Linked DNA regions of Triticum aestivum: region 1 is linked to region 2. Evidence: chromatin contacts called from public HiCAR-type data. All regions are on one chromosome and are shown on one strand. The core of a region is the stretch at or near the end of the contact, and the rest is flanking DNA. Distances in the headings are between cores, read along the strand shown. Region 1 holds the start of LOC123129668 (phytochrome A-associated F-box protein). Region 2 holds the start of LOC123129630 (serine/arginine-rich-splicing factor SR34).

Region 1 (4,092 bases), core at 270-2,769, 160 kb before region 2:
GTTGTTGTAAAAAAATCCATTTCATTCTTCTTTTATGCTAAGCATCAGCCAAAGTTACTACATCGGATGAAAAGATACAAGAGAACAGATGCATCACTCGGAGCTCGCCGAGATCCACATCGCGGCCATGCACGCACCGAATTCTCGTGAGAGCCTGCGAGCTATGCTGCTTGGCGATCGATCTAGCAATGCCAGAGCGTGGCATGCCTGCCTGTCATGTCGTCGCCGCCGGACCGGACTGGAGCAAGCGGTCAGGCGTAGAGCGGGCGCTCGGTCCAGGCGCCGGCGACGTGGCCGTTCTCGCAGACGTAGGCGCGCACCACGGGCTCGCCGTCGTCGTGGTACCCGTAGAAGCTGCGGAGGCAGAAGGCGGAGTAGAGGTCCCACGCCTCCGTGCATCCGCAGAAGGCGCAGTCCACGGCCACGGTGGGGCGCCGCGTGTCCCGCAGCGCGCGCCGCACCTGGGAGCGCGCGAAGTCCTGGAACACGCCGCGGAACACCATGTATTTGCGCCGCTCCTCCGCGTGCACGCACCCGGGCCACTCGCAGATGTACAGCCGGTCGCCGCGGAACCGGCTGGCCAGCAGCTTGTTGCCCTGCTCGCGGCTCAGCGTCCAGGACCCCGACGCCAGGTGCGAGCCCACGGGCCCCAGCCACCGCCGCGCCCGCCGACGGGTACCTGACACCACGCCGCGCCGGACGGCATTGGCTGCCGGCGGCGCCTCCTCCTCCTCTGCCGTTGCGGCCGGCGCGGGCGCGGCGGCGATCTGCGTCTCGGAGCAGTCGTAGGCCGCGTCCAGGTACAGGTCATCGTAGAGGGACCACGCGGCGGCGTCCGTGGCGGCCAGCGTGCCGTCGCTGGGTCTCGGCTCGGCCTGCGCGGCGGCCTTGGGCGGCTGGAGCGAGGAGGTGGCCGTGGGCTCGAGGGATGAGGAGGAGGATGACGAGGAGGCCGGGACGGTGAGGTCGGGGCCGATGTCGAGCTCGAGGCCGAAGTCGTCGGAGGGCTCGAGGAGGATCCCGGCGCGGAGGAGGCCGGGGCAGCAGACGGACATCTTGTGGAGCGCGGCCCACGCGGCGGGCGCCCCGTCCGCGGGGAGCAGCTCGGCGGGGAGCGCCCGGGAGAGGCGCGGCGGGAAGCAGGCGGCCCGGAGGAGCGCGGCGAGGCGCGGGGACGCGCAGGACGCGCGCGCCCAGTCGCGCGGGTCCCCCTCGAGGCGTCCGAGGATCTGCAGCAGCACGTCGTCCGCCAGCGCCGATAGCGGCTCCACCTCCTCCGCCGCCGCAGCAGCCTCCTTGCCGTCCCTCCGCCTCTTGGCGACGACGACGGCGATCTCCCCCTGCTGCTGCTGCTCCGCGCCGCTCATGGCTGCGGCCCGCGTCGCGCTCCTGCTTTCTTGGCGAGCGAGTGGCTGCGCTGCTGACCGTTCGGCCGTTCGGTTGCGAGGCTGGTTTAACTTTCGGGTTGTGTTGGGTCCGTTTTTCTGTGGTGGTGGCCTGGGCTGGGGGCTGGGGGCTGCGGGAGACGGATGAGATGATGCTTTTCTTGTCGTTACAAAACTCTTGCCTGCAATCCCAACGTGTGGATGGAGGCTGCGCGGGTGTGCCGAACGATGAGCGGTCACTCTCGGCCCCCGTGTGTCAACCTCCACGATTATTTTATTCGATTGAAACGAGGGGCTCAACATTCTTCCAACAGAGCATTGTCTCTCACTCCTCCCAGTCCCAGGAACACCATGCATGCAGGCACAACACAACTCCATCACACCCACACACTTGACCGGCTGCTAGAAAAAACAAACTCACCTCCTGCTAAAAAAAGGACCAGCCCTCATAAGGCCATGTGCAGCGTCGGGTGCTTATGCATATCGGTGTTTAAAGGGAGAGAACACAATTACAGTACATCTCAAAAATATTGTCACACGGATAAACATTTATCTCAAAGGGTACCCAGCGTGCGCTTCACATAAGATACGTTGTAGACAAGATTTTTAATAAATACAGATATAATGACACACGCTATTACAATCACATAGGTGCACGATATCTCAAACCATAATCCTAGACCTATGGGCGATCTACGCTCGTTTTACAAAAGCTTCCAAATAATTCTCTCCTCCCTGTTTCGAGAATACCCCCCTCCCCCCCCTCTAATTTCGAAGGGGTGGGGCCCCTCCCTCCTCCTTAGCTTCAATCCTAATATTTCATCTAACCAAGTCCGTTAAATCCGTAATTGTTTTTCTGTAGCTCTAGCATTACTTCAAAATATTACTACAATCACCCTAGCAGATTGACACATGCTAGGTTGATAAAAAGGCAACAACAAACAACACAAAAGAGAAATATAATGTTATGAGTTGTGCAAACACGGATTAGAAGACCACTCTCACTCCTAGGAGAGAAGAACATATAGTAATATAATTACATCTCAAAATAAATGTACCTACCATGTGCTTCACACGGGTTCTTAGATACTGTTCAATTGTAGTATCTGTGAAATCAGGATAACATTTATCTCTCATAAGCACCGGCTAGCATTGGAAGCCAAAGTTTGCTTCTACACCCCCCCCCCCCCAACCCGATTACTCGTGCAAACCTATGTCATAAATAAAACCATTATCTTCTTATTGAGGCACCCGTTTTAGCACCTACATTATACAAGGTCTAAGACACACATTGTGATAAACATGAGGTTTGATCCTGGGTTGAAACGACAACCATTCTCTTTAACGTCCAATCAAAGCTTGATTCTCTCGGGTCTAACAGAGCCTTGTCCGATCCTAACTACAAATGTCAATGTTATGAGTACTTCATGAATAGGGTGGAAGCATAGTTTAAAAACCGAACCGGCGACTGAACACGTGAGGCTGTCGGTTCAGGTTTTTATTGGTTGGACCACCGGGTCATTGATTCATTGGTGACAAAAATAGAGCACTTAAGATAAATTTTCCAAAATTTTAACCTCACATTATATGAATACACGGAATATTAGTTGTAAACCATTAATAAACCACAAAGTATTGTTAGCCTAATTGGTTAATTAGCCTTGAGTGTTTGATCCCTAGTTTACGCACCATTTTTAGAATATTTCTCCCTATTTTTTACTAAAAGACCAATACACCTTAAAAACAAGACAAGGCGTTGGTTCTTTTTAAAACTATGGATGGAAGCCAATTTATCATAGACTTAGATCTTTAGAGGATTTAAAACCTTCAAATGTATATGTTGTGTGTTTCATACTATATTTTTATGAATAGTTTGCACTCCTTCTCCTTTTTTCCGTGAATAAGCAAAACTTGCGTATCATTTCATTGATAGAAGAAAGGAGAATGAGTACAATAAAGGGTACAACACATGACATGAACGCAAGAAGGCATGAGCATGGTGTCTTAAGCAGAGAGACATGGGGTGCTTAGCCCAAACAGGGTGAAGGACACAACTGAACCCACTAAACCCAAAACTAGAGGAGCACACCAAATCAGCAGGACGTTGAACATCTTCAAATCCAACACCAGGACACCACGAGCTACCAAGATCAAGAAGGGGAATGATGTCGTGACATCACCGCCATCTAGTCCAGAGAACCGGACCTAGGGTTTCCTCTGATGCTCGAAGGAGGGCATGGATAGAGGCCATGGCAGCGCCTCCAAGAAGGGAAACGACACCCACGAGTGTCATCGCTGCCAGCATCGGCAAGCCGAGCATGGATTTCTCCTGGCCTAAGTCTGAGCAATCCCAAAGCCACCAAATCAGGATCCAAAGATGCTAGAGACAACCTGCTTGTCGGCCGCTACCTCAAATGGGATGGGGCTGCACCTGTCGCCGACGAAAAACGCAAACTTTGGAACCAACATGGTGTGTAGGTAGATGGGGTTGGAGAGGCAGTGGTGTAGAGAGCTGTCGCGGATGGAAGGATGGCAGTCAGAGCAATCCAGAGCCGAAAGGGAACACATATCCGTGCCGCTAGAGGCGAAGCCACCAGAATGCCGACGAACCGAATTTGGAAGGGGCGCAACTGTCGGTGCGTCGGGGTTGAAACCACGCTGGTAGAGGATCTCGACAGACCAATGACATTGGAGAACGCAAGCCCAT
Region 2 (4,116 bases), core at 575-3,074:
AGTGGCTTCTAGGGATGGGATGGAATCATCTTGTTTTAGTATTCTATAAGCCAGAGAGCAAAATCAACGTGTCCCAAAGGTCAAAAGACGAAAGCATAAACCATGAAATAATTTATACTATAAAATACGAATACAAAGTGAGCAAGAGTAAATATTCTAACAAAACAATGACCACAGCACATTACCTCGACAAAAGCATAAACAGGAGGCCTTGGAGGAATTTTCAGATCGATATCGACAATAGGACCATACTGCAGAAGCAAAGTAATAGAAGATTAAATGAATGCTTCCCTAAACAGAAAAAAAATAATACTCCCTCCGTCCGGAAATACTTGTCATCAAAATGAATAAAATGGGATGTATTTAGACGTATTTTAGTTCTAGATACATCTCTTTCTATCCATTTTGATGACAAGTATTTCCGGATGGAGGGAGTATCATATTGTGAACCAAATTGGCTTGTCTTCTGCAAATCCTCTTGCAATACCCACATAGGATGATAAACTCAAGAGGTGCCATTTAGGTTAAGGTGAAATAAAACTGATTATTTTTGGTGGAGAATAGAACTGAAAATTTGACATTGTGGAATTCACACTGAACACCAGTTTTTTTATTACGTCACGGTGATGACGCAGTGAGAGACTGAGAGTACGTCTCGACTGGCGTTACAATATCAATCTATCTTGTCCAGTGCACACAAGCGCAAACACTCTTAATAGTCCATGCTACAAGAAAAATGAAAATACGTACATGTGTCTTACGAAAAAACGTCTTACATTATGGGACGAAGGGAGTACATCGGTTCATTTTTTTAATGAATAACCTCCATGTGTAACTGCTAATGCAAAGTATGCAGTTTAAGCTGATATCAGAACATAATGCCGACCACCTTACAACTGAACTGGCAATTTCTTAACAGAATAGAAGCACCAAGGCAAGGTACAGGTGAAGGAACCCAAACTATTTAGAACCTAACCTTGTAGAAGAGATCCTCAATCTCTCTCTCGCGGATGTCCTCGGGGAGGTTGCCCACGTAGATGGTGCGGCCGTTACTACGTCGGCTCATCGTTCCTGCAAGAAAGGAAAAAAAAACAGATCAGCAACTAGCTGCTAGCTCGCACAAACCTAAGCAAAGTTCTCGGCGGGAATCAAATAGCAGAAGTGGCGACCCAAGTTCGGGAATCAATCAAGAGAAATTTCCGACCCATTTCGTCAAGGAAAAATAAATCGACCCAGTTGCTCAAGGGGAAATAAGAACTAAGTAAACAACCGAACGAACAAGCACTGCGTCTCACCTCTCGGAAACCACTAAGACCACGACTGCGGCGAAGACGACAACTCTATCGCTGAACCCGAAAAAAAACAGGACGCCGTTACCGCGCGGAGAGAGGAAGAAAATGAACACGCAAGAGCAGCAGCGATCAGGAGGGAGGAGCGGAAGCTTATGCGCGCGGGAGAGCTAGGGTTCGACTGACCTGCGCGCAGCGAGTGCGGGCGACTCCGCCGCCGCGGCGAGGGGGCGACGGCGGGGACGAAACGGAAACGGAAGCGGGGGGAGGGATCGAGAAGCTTCGGGGCCGGGGGGAAAAGCGGCGGCCGATATGAAAGGTGGAGTGAGGCAGTGAGGGGGGTCGCGTGCTTTACGATCCGTGCCGCATAGACCAGCCGTGGATTAAACTTCTGGGCTTTGGGCGGGCCCCAGCCACCGCCAACCAGCCCCAGTCTCAGAAAGCCGTCCGCTGGGTGGTGGGGATCGTGAGAGTGGGTAAAACCCGAGGGGCTCCGCGGAAAAGTGCCTCCTCCGCCCATCCTCTTCTTCCTCTCCTGGTCTCCCCCCGTCGGACGGTGGCGGTGGCGCGGGTCTCCTCGCCGCGCCGGCTTGTCTCCTGTCTCCTCCCGGTAAGAACTTCCGGTCGATCGCTTCTCAGATTAATCCAGAATCCCAACTCTGTTAGTTTCGCCTTGATCCTGTAGCCGCGGGCACGGGTACTCGCGGCAACTTGGACTCTTCTGCTCCTCCTGATTGCGATGCTGTGCGGCCTAGGGTTTGCGAGAATCGGGGCGGTAGGTAGGGTCGACTGATTCGTGTACGCGTGGGTCTTGTTTAGCCAGGATCTTGCTTTTTCTACTCGGCGGCTAATTTGGATCGATCAGGCATAGGATTCTGTGTAGTTCAATAGTATCTGCCGGTTCCTCTAGCCCAAATTCTAGAGCAGACAGAATTTAAGTGGGTCTTGCTTGGGAGCTTTGGCCAGCAGAGCGGCCATGTATGGCAGGTTTGGACCTTCTCGGCCGGATTGCTTGCTGATTACTTGAGTTGTTGAATGCCTAGAAGTTCTTAGGTTGAGCCTATTTTCGATGGAAGGCTCAAGCGGAGCCTGGCTTTAGATTAATAAAGCCACACCGGGCACGCATAACAGCCCTACACACTCACGCCACACGCTGTCGCTGAGGCTCTCAGTTTACGATTACTACAGGCCCAAAGCAGAACAAATACAAACAACAAATCAAGGGGGCTAAAAGTAGATGGATCTCAGGAAAACATTTCCCTAACACAACTCCACATGAACTGCGCTAAAGACCAGAAAAAAGGATGTGGTTTGCGTCCTTGGGATCTCCATGGAGAGATCAAGGTTGAGCTATGTACTGTGTCCGTTGCTTGTTTGGTTCCTTCCACCAGTTTGTGCAGGTCAGTGCTATTTTGGAATGGCGATGTTTGACCAATTGGTTTTTCCATGCTAAATTTGTTTATGGCATCAAGAAAATTCGCTCAACGTATGTACTTTGTTTGTGTAATGGATGAACGCGATAATCTGTTTAGTTTTGGTCTTACCTAAATCTGCTCATAATGATGTTGTACAGGATTTTCTGATTTTGAGAGCTCCCAGGAGTTTGCTAATTCTTAGTTGGGCTATTTGTTTACATCAACTAATTCCTGATGCTGATCTATTTCTTGAATTATATACCATTTTCATACAGTTCATTTTCTTATGAATGCATAGTTTGTTAGTCACACTAAAAACTTTTTAATTTCTTCTGATATCTTATCTACTCTTGTTTCACAGGGCATCAGTTTAGCGCCCTGCCTATATTTAATCCAGCAGGAAACGACCGACTTAAGTCATGGAGGGGAACAAAGATGAGGCCTTGAGGTCTGTCAAGCTTGCACAGACTGCGCTAGCATCTGGAGATAGACAGCGGGCAGACAAATTTATTCGAATTGCCCAAAGATTGGATCCCAGCCTTCCAATTGTTGATTTGTTGACCTCAACCAAAAAGTTTGATCCCCTGAATCTGAATGGTACTGCTTGCCAGGACAAGACCACAAGAGGCCATGAAAACCTAAAAACGCCAAAAGAATTTGTTGGTCCTTCTAATGTTGATAAAGGTTACACCGAGGAGAATGTTAGAGTTATCCGTGATATCAGGAAGAACAAAGACTACTATGCAATTCTTGGAGTGGAAAGGACTTGCTCCTTGGAGGAGATTAGGAAGGCCTACAGGAGGCTGTCACTGAAAATTCATCCTGACAAGAACAAGGCTCCTGGGGCAGAAGATGCATTCAAGATGCTCAGCAAGGCTTTCAAGTGCCTAGGCAATGATCAGTCACGGAAGACCTATGATCAGACAGGCACACTTGAGGGGCATGAGGTTAACGACCAATATTCCAATGTCATGAGGCAGAGAACTGCTAGGCGAAGGAGGCAAACAAGAAATGGCTTCTATAATTATGAAGAAGATTTAGATCCAGATGAGATATTCAGGTCTTTCTTCTATGGTACTCGTGATAATTCGTTCCGTGGTCACAATGTCTACAGAACAAGAGAAGCAGGTAGGCAGGAGCAACAGAGAAGGGAGCATCCTGTACAGGGTGGGTCGTTCATAAACTTAACAGTATTGATGCACCTGTCGGTCGTATTACTTTTTGTCTTGTTTGCATTCATTCCAGTGCAGCAGCCTCAATATGCCCTGCACAAGACATACAACTTTCCCATTTCAAAAGTCACTGATAAGCATGGGGTGGAGTACTTTGTCAGCAAACAAGATTTTGATCAGCAGTTTCCACATGGAAGCCCTACTAGAGATAACCTTGAGGATCATGTTTTCAGAGATTAT

Evidence for each region. HiCAR-type assays count read pairs that join an accessible place to other places.
Region 1: a contact with region 2 is called in a HiCAR-type map of leaf, with 3 times the contacts expected there. The contact joins the promoter of LOC123129668 here to the promoter of LOC123129630 in region 2. A contact is called at or near these places in 4 of 5 Hi-C or Micro-C datasets (leaf and an unstated tissue) and 1 of 1 datasets of contacts at active chromatin or transcription factors (leaf).

The regions. Positions count from the first base shown.
Region 1 is chr1B:439,441,960-439,446,051 of IWGSC CS RefSeq v2.1, reverse strand. LOC123129668 (phytochrome A-associated F-box protein) reads right to left here and starts at 1,519. Exons shown (of 1, transcript XM_044549741.1): 1 at 2-1,519. The coding sequence starts at 1,367. The coding sequence ends at 252.
Region 2 is chr1B:439,280,761-439,284,876 of IWGSC CS RefSeq v2.1, reverse strand. It overlaps LOC123129630 (serine/arginine-rich-splicing factor SR34), which reads right to left and starts at 1,824. Exons shown (of 14, transcript XR_006463680.1): 1 at 1,476-1,824; 2 at 977-1,071; 3 at 186-251. It overlaps LOC123129654 (chaperone protein dnaJ 49), which reads left to right and starts at 1,722. Exons shown (of 4, transcript XM_044549734.1): 1 at 1,722-1,899; 2 at 3,066-4,116. The coding sequence starts at 3,124.